Regions from separate parts of the Rattus norvegicus genome. Here region 2 is linked to region 1. The links are chromatin contacts, called in public Hi-C maps. All regions are on one chromosome and are shown on one strand. Each heading gives the region's core, a stretch centred on a gene start, on an enhancer-like site or on the middle of the called end of the contact. The rest is flanking DNA. Distances are from core to core; before and after follow the strand shown. Region 1 has its middle 280 kb from the start of Tgfb2. Region 2 holds the start of Tgfb2 (transforming growth factor, beta 2).

The links. A called contact is a pair of places that touch in the nucleus more often than the background predicts.
Region 2: a Hi-C map of the A7r5 cell line shows a contact between it and region 1, with 5 times the contacts expected there. The contact joins the promoter of Tgfb2 here to the enhancer-like site in region 1. A contact is called at or near these places in 5 of 12 Hi-C or Micro-C datasets (the A7r5 cell line, the Rat2 cell line, Schwann cells and 2 more).

What each region holds. Positions count from the first base shown.
Region 1 is chr13:100,511,614-100,518,008 of GRCr8, forward strand. No RefSeq gene overlaps it. Among named protein-coding and RNA genes, the nearest start is that of Tgfb2, 280 kb to the right of the region's middle. Within about 2 kb of position 3,343, at least 12 of the 93 cell types and tissues checked have an H3K27ac peak or open chromatin away from gene starts, as enhancers often do. A contact at or near this core is called in the A7r5 cell line and Schwann cells, where this site is marked.
Region 2 is chr13:100,789,419-100,795,813 of GRCr8, forward strand. It overlaps Tgfb2 (transforming growth factor, beta 2), which reads right to left and starts at 3,267. Exons shown (of 8, transcript NM_031131.2): 1 at 2,614-3,267. The coding sequence starts at 2,959.

The DNA of each region.
Region 1 (6,395 bases), core at 2,093-4,592:
TGTACTATCAGTAAGTGGACTATCACACAAAGTTCCATGTGGGCATGACTCAGTCGGGTTTGTTTCCCTAGATGAAGACTATGCTCCACACAGCAGGCACTGAATAGGCACCCTGGCAGGTATTCCTCCCCACCGCCCTGGCTATCTCTCTTCATCTTACATTTGGTAGAAGGCACAGCCTCCTTGGCCCTTAATGCTATAGCTTCAAATCCTAAGGACCCATCAAAGACAGACCCTGAATACAAGTATGTCTTGCTTGCACAAAACAACAGTTGACAGACAGCTTGTTCCTTCTCTGCAACAAGACTGATCTAGGCCCATCTCCAAACACCTCCTCCGTTCAGCAAATCTCCCACTGAAATGTGAATTAATAGGAAGTCCCGTTGCCAAATGCTGGTACCAAAACTCAGGGCTACACTTCAGGATGCAAGCAACAGAAAGTCAGATCCGAACTAGCCTGAAGACTGAGCAGAACTTATTTACAGAAGCTTTACTTAAAATCTGAACAAGGTAAGGGGCTGGAGAAATCTATTATCACTTAAGGGGACTAGCTGCTCTTCCAGAAGACTGCCAGTGCTCAGAGCTGGTGGTAACACAGCCATTAGCAAAAGTGTGCATGCAAATACAAAGCCAAATGACAAAGCCCAACCCCAATATCTAAATTAAAGATGTAAAGCGAGGGCTCAGCTTTAGATGGAGATGTCTTTGAACCAGCACCTCGACCCACACTGAGGCGGAAGGAACATGGTGGAAGAGGGGGCGAAGGAATGTGATGGGAGAGGTGCTGTGAAATATCATCCTCTGGGCATGATGTGGCTCTCGTCTGAACTCCCAGCTGCTGTGGTTACAAAACCTGCACAAAATCAAGAGTTAAAAATACCAGTATGGATGGGGTACTCCCAATGCCTCATCCCTAGCTGAGGATCAAGTGGAAGTCGATGGCTGTTACAGAAGGGGGTTACCTTTCTTTGGGGGGTGGTATTGGTCTGCTGCCCATGCAGTGGATGACCCTACCCACATGCTTATAGGCAGCACTAATTGGATTTAGTGGAATGGAGATGAGAGATACCCTACAGGTGACTCAGGCAGAGCTGGAGGGAAGGAATAGGAAATGCAGAAAATGGATATGACCAGCATACATTGCATATGTGTATGAACTTTCAAACAATAATAAAATCAAATGGAAAGTACAATTCCAAAAATGTGGCATGTCCCATGAGGAACAAAAAAAAAATGGCACCCATGGATTTTAGGTTTCTCCTTTAGGAAGGTAAGAAAATGAGGAAGGGTCACAGCTTGCTTTCTTAGAGTGTTTGGGCTCCATCTCTTCCTGCCCCTTTCAGAGAGTCTCTGGAATTTAGTTGAATTTCTCTGTCAGCAGCAGTGTTAACCAGTTGTGAGGAAAAGCCTTCTAGCCACACAACAAAGCCTTGAGTTCCAAGTTCAACTGCTGTTATTTTAAACAGAATATTCATGCCTTGAACTTTGGGATTTTCCCAGAAGTGTCTGTACCACAGGCTTGAGTAATTGTATGAGCTCCCTGTGGGCCATTAATTCTCCACCTCTATCCCCAGGCCGTGTTCAAGGACAACCTCAGTCAAGTAAGTCATATTTTCTGTAACTGAGGAGACCCAACTTATAACTTATAATGTCTTAGTCAGGGTTTATATTCCTGCACAAACATCATGACCAAGAAGCAAGTTGGGGAGGAAAGGGTTTATTCAGCTTACACATCCACATTTCTGTTCATCACCAAAGGGAGTCAGGACTGGAACTCAAGCAGGTCAGGAAGCAGGAGCTGATTCAGAGGCCATGGAGGGATGTTTCTTATTGACTTGCTTTTCCTGGCTTGCTCAGCTTGCTCTCTTATAGAACCCAAGACCACCAGCCCAGGGATAGCACCACCCACAATGGGCTGGGCCCTACCCCCTTGACCACTAGTTGAGAAAATGCCTTATAGCTGGGTCTCATGGAGGCATTTCCTCAACTGAGGCTCCTTTCTCTGTGATAACTCTCAGCTTGTGTCAAGTTGACACACAAAACCAGCCAGTACAGACAGCAACAACCATCTGGAAAGAACTGTTCTGCTCTGTCCAGCTGCTTGTGCCCGTCCTCTGAATTTACAGCTGTCTGTCACTGGGGAAGTTCAAGGAAGAAGAATGGGCCTCTGACCAAGAGTCTGTGTTCACTCCAGCCCAAGTTGTTAGAATAAAACAAGGGCAAGGTCAAACAATTCTCTTGTGTGAGATCAACCAAATCATTCATTTTCCATGAATAATTAGTGAGAGATCTTTGCAGTTTATTCCAGATGATATAATAAGAGAGGTGATATTGGACCAGGTAAATGTAAAATAGCAGCTACCAGTGCAAGTTAGAGTGGTTATCAGAGAGGAAGTTTCCTCACACACACTTCTATCTTGTACACTATTAAAACATGTATATAGCACGGTGTCATATATATGCCTTAGCTAAATAAATCACCCATTACAATCCACAATGAGGAGCCCAATGCAATGACAAGAACAGATACTGGCAAGACCCAAGGTTAACGGAGGAGAGGAGGAAGGGTATACAATGTTATACAAAGCTGATGGGAATTGGGAGCTGCAGCAAAACTAAACTATGAATGATACAGAGAGAGTAGATACAGCAAGTAATCTATGTAAGGTACAGAAAGAAAGAGACGGAGGGAGAGAACACAGGGTCATGGGGGGAGGGATGGGGAAGGGCAAGGGGTGTACATGTAAAAGCAATCAAAATTAAACACAAAGACACAGCTTCTAAGGAAAACAAAGCTAAGAGACAATCAGCCCTTCTCTCTGGCTATGCTGCTGAAATGCAAAAGAAAAGTGGGATGAGACAGGGCTCTGTGTGTGGTTCTAGCCCATTCTGTTTAGAGATTAAAAGACAAACTGAAAACGAAGAGGTGTTCAACCCTGTGAAGTGTGGGTTGCATTTAGTCCATATTAGACAAACAGAAATGACTTTCGACTTCTGGTTCTGTGAATGGGCTGTATCTGGCGATCACACTACAACCAGCTCGGTTCTCTCTAGCCTAGTAAAATCCAAATTACCAAAAGCACATTGTTTTTGCAACATCAGCCTTAGAATAAAAGTACCTGACTTGAAAAGGTTGAACCCGCCGCCCCGCCCCCCAAGTAAAATGTTTCCAACATCTACTGCAAACACATGAGCTGGAGTCTTTAATTGCCGAAGACTTTGGCTACTTCATCCCTGAAGCGATTGAAAGAATGCTATTCATGTCGACCACAAGAGGCTTAAGAGCCCGGCTCATTGCCGCATCCGCATTCTTGGATCTATCTGATAACAAGAGAGGCTGTCCAGATTCTCACTGGCTGCCTAGGTCTCAGGGCTTCTCCCACGGGTGTGCAGGCAGTGAGGTGAGTCAGCACTACCCCCAGAGCTTCTAGAAACATCTACTATTTGAGGAATGAGGAACTTGGGCACACGGGACATGAGATCAGCTACTTTTAGGGACACAATGGCTGTTGGGCTCAGTGAACTGCCAGGATAAGGACACACGGTTCCTATGTTGTCTTTGAAATGCTGGCCCCACAGGGATTATTGGAGACACATTTTCCCTAAGGTCCTCCAAGGGAGAGAAGAATCACTTGTTTTCCACAAGTGCAGATAGTTTTAGAAAGCTGGCCTTCCCAAACAGCTCCCTTCCTCCCAGAAGTTAAGTGTGTCCTCAGGTACCAGGTTTCCTGTGGTCTTCAGATTATAGAAGTCTCCCCTTTAAAAGAGACATCTGCTCTGGTCTGAGGCTCAGATATTGAGATGGAAATAATCTTGTAGCTATTTGGCTATGTTTAAAGTTTTCAGATTTTATAAATCATTTCTTTGGGCATAGACCATGTGTCCTAGGTTTCATGCTGTTCATGCACATGTGAATATCAAGGGGTTCGTCAAATCGTGAGATGTCCTTGTTATAAATGAAGGATAAAGAAGGAAAAGGAAGGGAAAGAGGGAAGACATAATCTGTCAGTTTTTGTGGCTATGAGAGTGTACATGTGTTTGTGTGTGTGTGTGTGTGTGTGTGTGTGTGTGTGCGTGCGCGCGCGCTCGAGTGCATGTGGAAACCAGAGGACAAACTCCTGTGTGAGTGTCCTTGCATGCTATTCACTTCTGTTTATTTATTTTATCTATTTTGTTATTTGAGACAGGGTCTTTCACTGGCCTAGAACTACAAAAGTAGGCCAGGCTTGCTCTCTAGTGAGCCCCAGGAATCTGCCTGCCCCATCATCCACCTCAGGGTTGAGATTACAAATTCAGGTCAGTTTTGCCATCCTGCTTGGTGGTTTGCACTGGGAACTGTTAGGGTTTAAATCTCAGCCCATGCCCAGACAGAACACATCAAGCCAACATGGTTCAACTTGGAGAGGTTTAAATGAGAGAAGAAGAGGAGGGGAGGGGAGGGGAGGGGAGGGGAGGGGAGGGGAGGGGAGGGGAGGGGAGGGGAGGGGAGGGGAGGGGAGGGGAGGGGAGGGGACGGACCATGGGCACATGGAGGGAAGGTGGGGGGATGGAGAGAGAAGGGACAGGGATAGAGGGGAAGAGAGAAGTAAGAGGAAGAGGAAGGGGCAAGCAGCCCCTTTTATAGTGTCAGGCACAGCTGACTGTTGCCAGGCAACTGTGGGGCGGAGCATACCCTGTAGTTCCCAGGTAGCTGTGGGGGTGGAGCTTAGACAGAATACCAACAGGAACTCAATGTGTAATACACCCACCAATGGAGGACATTTCTCATCCAATCCACCATGCCTGGAGGATCCAGAGTCACCCCAAACAAACTACCGCCACGGTTGCCTCCTGATTGCCAGCCGAAAATGATAAGGTCCTATGGCTGAAAAGACAACCACACGCTTTGACGACAGGAAAACAGAGACATCGGTCTTGAACGGAGCGTAGGCTCTCTCCCTGCTGGTAGCTTCCATCGTGCTGGAAATCACTACCCGGGCTGGAAAAGAGAGATCCACGACTTTATCCGGGACCAGATGCTGTCTGCTACAATCCTTACCTGCTGGTGAGCTGTGCCTGCTGGTGTAATAGTGGTGTAACTGTTTATGGGAGTAAACAATCGCTCTCTCGAACAGATTTGAGGCCCGCTCCACAGGAAGGAACTCATACCTGATACTATCTATGGATCTGTGCTGCTTGCAACCCTGGTGAGAGAGACATCTTACTGCAGTCGGTAGTTGCTATAATGCAGACAGTTGCTGCTGTTAGAAGTGCTGAGAATAAAAGGTGAGCGCTCAGCGTGAAAGCAACATCACTCTACAGGTTCAGGGAGCAGCACAGAGGAGCTGGTGTAAAGAAAGTAAGACTCAGAGGGTAGTGTGGAGGGGAGCTCTGAAATTCTGTCCTCCGGACACACCAAGGCTGGTGTACACATGAGCCCAAGCTTCTGTAGTTACATGCACAAAATACAGACAGTCAAATAAGTACAGCATGGGAAGAGGGGGCTCCAAGGCCCTGTCTGGGGAGCTGTTAACAGTTGATGGCTGCTGGGACAAGGAGAGACACTTTTCTTTGAAAGTATGCCCACTGGTAAGTTGCCCCTGCCCCGGGGGATGGCCCCAGAACCATCCTCATGGCTTCTCACTAACTGCAAGTCAGTAGGTAAATAAACAACTAAAGGGAGACATAAGGTTAGGGCAGAGACGTGACAAAAGGCTTCTGGGAAGTGTCGAGGCCCGGATATGGGGTGGATTTGATCAAGATACCTGTATGAGGTTTTCAAAGAACAAATAAAAATGTCCTATAGAGAAAGAAACTACTACTTTTCCAGTGAAACCAGTTTCAAGCATTTCCTTAATTTTTAGTCTTCTGGTTTTACGAGCTTTAACCTTTTCCCACCAAATGTTCCTATTCGTACAACTCCATGTTTGTTGATATGTTTAAACGGCTCTTGAGATGTGCGGATACTCTGGTCATTGTTGGGCTTCTCTAATGAGATAGCCAGAAACAGATGGTAGCCAGCAGAAGAAATGTCTTCCCCCAGTTTGTGGAGGGTTGGAAGTCTATGATCAGGGTGCTGGTACATTCCTCTCTGAGGAGGGCCTGCCTCCCAGTTCACTGGTGGCCTTCTTCTCTGTCCTCACAGAGAGATTCCTGAGTTCTCTTCTACATCACCCTGGACCCCGTGGTGAGGGCTCATCTTGTGTCACCTAGCTAATGCCAAGTCCTCCCTCCAAGTTCCATGACACTGGGATCAGTTGGAGGGAGTGACTGTGTCTATTCAATTGTCCTCCCCGAAAACTCACAGAATCGGGAAGATGAAGCTTCAAACCTGTACAAACAAATGCTTTGCCCAGAGCCGAGGTGTTAGCAAAGAAAGGAAGGAACTGGCAGGATTCTTAGCACAGAAATGGTTT
Region 2 (6,395 bases), core at 2,017-4,516, 280 kb after region 1:
CTCCGTGCTTTAAAAATACAATGGAATGGTTTTATTTTCTTTCTCTCTTTTTATTTCCTTTTTTCTTTTTTCTTTGGAAGCTCTCACTATAGTCCAGGACTAGGGAGTCCTGGAAAATCAGTTGACATACTTTATATAAAATTATCAGTTAGCATACTTTCTATAAAATTATCCACAGCACCTGCACAGTTGAGTTGCCTCTGCTGCTATTAACACATTTTTCCACTCCTAAGCTTCTACACCGAGCACAATCTTCTTAAATATCTATTTTCACATAAAAACAATAGCACATGTGTGCATATAGTATATGTGTGCGTGGGTATAGTACTATGTGTGTGCGTGGGTATAGTACTCTGTGTGTGCGTGGGTATAGTACTATGTGTGTGCGTGGGTATAGTACTATGTGTGTGCGTGGGTATAGTACTATGTGTGTGAGCACAGGCACAGGTTTTGCCTTTATTTGGAGGTTCAGGAGTGGGATACAGAAGAGCCCACATGTTAATGTTATTGTTATTGATGCTCTTCAAACCCTCCCTATAACCTAGGAGCTTTTCTAATTTGCTCATGACCTTGGTGCTGGGTTGTCCTGTCTTTGCTCATCTTCATGCAACAGACTGAAGTGGTTGCCTGGGCGGGCCTGCTCCCTGCACACCTATGCAATGTGAGATTGGATCTTCCTCTTCTTTGCAAACTTCCTGACAGCTAATCTGAGCTGTTGCATGTAAACACCAAAGAAGGAGGGAGCTATTCAGTCCCGCATAGCATACCTGTCTGTCAGCCCAAATGTCTGCAGAATCAACACACACATGTGGGAGAAAGCTAACTGATTCCACCCTTCACTCAGCCTCAGTGGCTCTGGACTAATTACAATGAACTCCCTTCCCTAACATCACTGTGGCTCCGCCCCAGATAGAAATCCTTATTTCCCAGGGGGAATAAACAGGGCAGAGTGTCTGTATCACCACTGTGGTGGATAGGGCCACAATTATAATAAGAAAACCATCCTGCCTGGGCAGGGTTCCCTGAATCTGTTATGCCACTAAACAACAAGAGACACTACAGGATAGGAAAAGTGACCAGAGTGTGGTTAGACACATGGGTAGACCGACACTCTGAGGACACCGAGTACAAGACGCGGCAAGTCGAATAGCTATGGCTTGTCTAACTAAAAATAAATATTAGAAGAGAAAAGCACCACCCTGCACTTCTAACTTCTGGGATAAAATTACTAACATGGCTGCATTATCTATTTAGGCAAGACACTGAGACTTCACAAAGGCAGCCAGCGCGGATATAGGGCATGGAAGGGGAGGAGAGATCAGATCAGCCAATGAGAAGTTTACGACAGGGACTTGGAACGCAGGGATGCTGAAGTTTTTTTTTTTCTTTTAGTGTTTCTTCCTGGTGTTTAACCCTCTCAGGTAGCAATGCTGTTGCTGCTGCAAAATCAGTCTCTCTCTCTCTCTCTCTCTCTCTCTCTCTCTCTCTCTCTCTCTCTCTCTCTCTCTCCCTCCCTCCCTCCCTCCCTCCCTCCCTCCCTTCCCCCCCAAAGAACTCGGAAACAAATCTGTACTTCTTCCCTTCCCCCCAAAATGTTCCACAATAAACCACAGCTACTGTATGCCAGCTGTTTTCGAAGCTATTACTCTCATCAAAACAGGGGGAAATATTTTTTTTAAGTAGTTGTCTTTCCTATCCTCGATTTTAGAATGCACAGAAGACCCTGCTGCTTGTGAAAGCTCTGGAGTATGGAGTTCAAGGTTGAAAGGGATCACGAAGAATCCCCCTAAGAAAAACGACCTGCTCCCAGCCTAGTGAGGGCTACCTAGAAAAATCGAACGGGAAGTGAAACCTAATTGAGCCCAGTTAGAACAGTATTTATCCTTTCTAACTGTCCGAGTGAGGTCAAAAGGGGACTTGGCAACGCGGTTTTGCAAGAGGACTGGGTGTAAAAACACCTAGAGAGAGCAATAAATGACCCGGGAGGATTTAAGGAGTTTTGAGTGACCCCCACCCCCACCCCGCGCGCCTGCAATCCAGTTCGGTATTGGTGATGGTGACATTCTTAGAGGAGTGAGAGACAATAGCAAAGGCTTGGGGAGTCCCCAGATAGGTCAGCGGGGAAGGGGGGCACCTTTGGGAAGGCTAGTTTGGAAGCACTATTTTTAACTCTTTGTGTACCAGTTGGGGGACACCCCCACCCCCACTGCAGGCCAACCGGGCAAAGAAAACAAAGTCCACCGTGGTCTCCTAGCCTAAAGTCATCCCGGGAAGCGCTTTCCTTTTGACAGAAGGGAGCTGATTCGCTAGTTGGTAGACCAGGGAAGAGGAGAAATCCAAACGTCTTATAAAAGGTCTGGGGCGTTTTGTGGGAAGGGAGTCATGGAGAAATAAATAAAATATCAGTTGGAAGTTTGCGAGCTTGTGGATATCCATCCCACGACTGGAAAGGCAGTGGAAGGGACGAAGGACAGAACGGAAACGAAGCGATCGGGACCTGGGGACTTGGAGAGGAAAGGGCGAACGCCTAAAGGCTGCTGTGGATCTGAGGAACTCCGGGCCAACCTTAGACTCGGGTACGGAAAAGGCGAAAACCACGGAAACTGTACTTACTTTCGGAGGGGAAGTGGGACGGCATGTCGATTTTATAAACCTCCTTGGCGTAGTACTCCTCGTCGCTTCGCTCGCGCTCGCAGGCGGCTGCCCTCCGGCTTGCCTTCTCCTGCAGTAAGTCCCTGGTACTGTTGTAGATGGAAATCACCTCCGGGGGGACCTCATCCGGCTCCGGATAGTCTTCCGGGGGGCTGGTGAGCTTCAGCTTGCTCAGGATCTGCCCGCGGATGGCCTCGATCCTCTTGCGCATAAACTGGTCCATGTCGAGGGTGCTGCAGGTAGACAGACTGAGCGCCACCGGGACCAGATGCAGGAGCAAAAAGGTTCTCAGCACACAGTAGTGCATGTTTTTAAAAGGAGGAAACGTTGTTGTTGTTGTTTAAAGTAAGAAAAAAATATAAAAAGAAACTAGTAATTCTCAGAGCGGGTCAGGTAGAGTTGTTTTTAATACGAAACTTTTGCAAAGCAGTTGAAAGTCAATGCCCAATAGAAAAACGTCCCTGGCTAGGATTCCTTTAAAAAAGAAAATGCAACGCGTTCCCAACGTGGAGATATTAATATGCGATGCTAGGGAGGCAGGAGGGGGATCTCTCACTTTAAGGAGTAAGAAAGGTTTGTTTTTTCTCCTGGAAGGGAGAGGGTGAGTGGCTCTGAAGTAGAAATAAACTTAAGAGGAAGAAATGGAGTTCAGTGTGTCAGGCTCGGGTGCGGAGTGGCTGATCTGAACTCCGATCCTCCGGCCAAAAGGGAAGAGACGAGAAGGTCCGGGGGCTGGCAGGAGGCACGCAGGGCCGCGGGGAGCGCTGAGCGGCGGCCGGGACTGCGCCGGGCTCTAACTGAGATGTTCAAAGACCGAGCGGCTGGGCCCTGCCTTCCACACGTGTGTGGATGAGTGTGCGTGTGGATGTGTGCGCGTGTGCGCGCGTGCGTGTGCGCGCGCCGAGGGCGAGCCTGGCGAGCCGCGGGGAGGCAGATGCGCCCCGGAGCGGCTCACTCTCGGAGACTCGGTGGGGCACTGTCCGCCCGGGAGATCCGCCAAGGCCTGAGCAGGCAGCCACGACCCCCGCTCCTGCGGGCCGTGCTGTGGCCTACACCCGGCTGGGTCGCTCCACGTTGCAGCCGCCGCTGCCGCCTGCAAAGAGGGCCAGCCTCCAGCTCGGTCCAGCAGATCCTCCTTTTCTTGCTTCAGGCAGCCAAGGGCGACAGAGATCAGCCACCTCCTTAACCCCCAGTGGAACAACACCGCCTCCTGGGCGCGTTAGCTGCAAGCAGTCCCCGGACTCACACCCTTCTCTAGCTTTTCCTCCAAGCTTGCACTTTCTCGCTTAGGGTAAGTAGGTACTTGCGACCCTAAAATACACCTCTGCTGATACCTTCTCTCTGCAGCTGGGCTGCACCAGAACGTCTCCTTAAACCCTAATACTTCTCTCCATCCCTGGCGCCTGCCCTGGAGCTCAGCTCTCTGAGGCTTTTCTCTCTTCCTCTCCCACTTGCTCTCCCGCCCGCTGCTTCAGCAGCTCCGCTCCAAGCAAACCTTTGGCTGCCAGCAGATAACATCACGGTCCTGCCCAGAGCAGAGATTTATAAGTGCTCCCCAAACCACGTGTTTGCCTTCAACAAAGTGACGCGCTAGGGTTACAGTCAGAAGTTCTCCGTTACTAAGACCACGAGCTCTCGACAATTGAGGGGGTGTGGAAAAGGGATGGCCCGAAGGGGAGGGCTACTGGCATGAGGAATTTGCAGTAGTCGCTGTGATCACCAAGGGACTGTCTGTGGAGGGGCAAGCAGCTAAAAGCATCCCATTTCTACACAGTGGGGATCATTCATTCGCAGCTTCCCAGACTGAGTCCCTCCTGTATTGAGCACGTGCGCACGCATGTGCAGTCTCTCTGTGTCTCTGTCTCTGTCTGTGTGTCTGTCTCTGCCTCCCCCCCCCTCAACCCCAGAACACTCAAGGCCATTCCAGCCTAGCCATAAAGACATGCCTTTCCAATCTGAGATTCCTGACCTAAATTTTGAGTTCTCAGGGATTCCACAACAGGTTGTTTTTTATTAGTCTGTTTACAATCCAGCCCTCTGTTTAGCTGTGAACTAGCAGATAACAAGGAGTCACCCCTTTCACCCAAAGCATGTTCTGAATAAAAGAGCTGTTGCCTTCTTTATGTGAGCCCTGTTTATGTGGCTTTCTCCTCAGCCTTCCTGGCCAGGGATGATCCACCATCTTCCACCTGTCACAGCTACATCTAAGACACCTGGGTTTTAAGTGTTTGCTGTCTCCTGTCACAAAATATTCACGGCTTGACATTTTCTACACCAACCTGCCCAAACTGGATGGATACTGGAATCGTTCTTGCAACTGGTCTTTTTCCCTTTCACGTTTAGTTAGTCAAAGTCAACAATTCACTCTTAGTGATGGCTCTGTGGCCAGCCACACGCTGACTAGACAGGTAATTAAAGCTGGAAACTGTTGAGTATCCCTCTCCTGCCTCCCAAGGTCAAGATCTCTGTATCATTTCCTAGTTCAAAAGGGTCAAACCTTCAGGGGTTCATACCGTACATGTAGAGGGGCTATATTATTAATAGAAGGAGCTGTAATGATATCGCTGGCAAGCGTCATACACAGCAGTGAACATTGTCATTTGTATTTTACAGACAAGGAGACAGGCTGTAGGAAGGGAGGTCTGTTATTGTAAAAAACAGGAAGTGGTGGGCCTGGATTTTGCAGAGAAGGCCTACCTCCTGGGTTCTCTCCCACCATACACTTCTAAGAAGTATATGAGGCTCAGAACATCTGACAAACAGGATCTGAGGTTCAGTTAAGTGTTGGAGATGCAGAATAGCCTACTGCCCTCTTACAGAGTTTTATGTTCTATGTTCTAAGAATCCTGCAGAAGACTCTCTCTTTAATCACCTCCCCACCCACCTTGAGCACAAAATCCCTCTTCTCCACTGACCCTGTAAAACCCTGGAATTAATGAATTGTTCTAACGTGCAACTAAATGATTCTGAAAAGCATATAAAAACCTCCCTTACTAGCAGACTTCTTCCTTCCTTCAAGGTCAGCTCCAGATGGAAACAGGTCTCTGGGTTAGACCACCGCCTAGGATTCTGTAATCTGAAACAGAACTGATCGAGAGCTACTGTGCGGCTGATGGTCCCATCAGCTGGAGTCGTCCTGTGAGTCCCATTTTGATCCAGCTGTACAGAGAGGACACAGAGTGGGAGCCAGGAGCTAGAGCTGCGGAGGACCAATGTCACATTGGAATACAGTGGTTTGTGGGGATGCTGTCAGGAAAATCTGTTGTGCACATAGGTAGGGTGTCCTCTGCAGCCAGTGAGCTTTTCAATGGGGCCAAGCCTAGTCTGGGGAGCAGCCATAGGTACATCTTTGGATGAGCTGATTCGGTTGAGGACATGGGTGGGCAGAGCAGCAGCAAGCCCCTTGAACTTCATCTGGGAGAACATGTACTCCATCCATGCAGCCAAGTACCCCTCAGGATCAGTACCCCACTCCTCTGTGTGACAGTGGCTGAGCAGACAGTGGCTGAGCACTTTTAGCTCTCTACCCTTTGGACCTGAGGCCAGACCTCTTCCTAAAAGGCTCCTTTAGTCTCCCCAAATCCCAGGAGGTGAGAGACACATCTTTTCTGTCGCCAAGCACAGCGACTGAATTCAGCAGGAGAGGAGCCTCCTCTCATCTCATAGGAGAGCAGTGCAGCAATCCTAAGGCCTTTGCATCCCCATATTCAGGAGACAAAAGCACCACATTTAAGGACCATGTG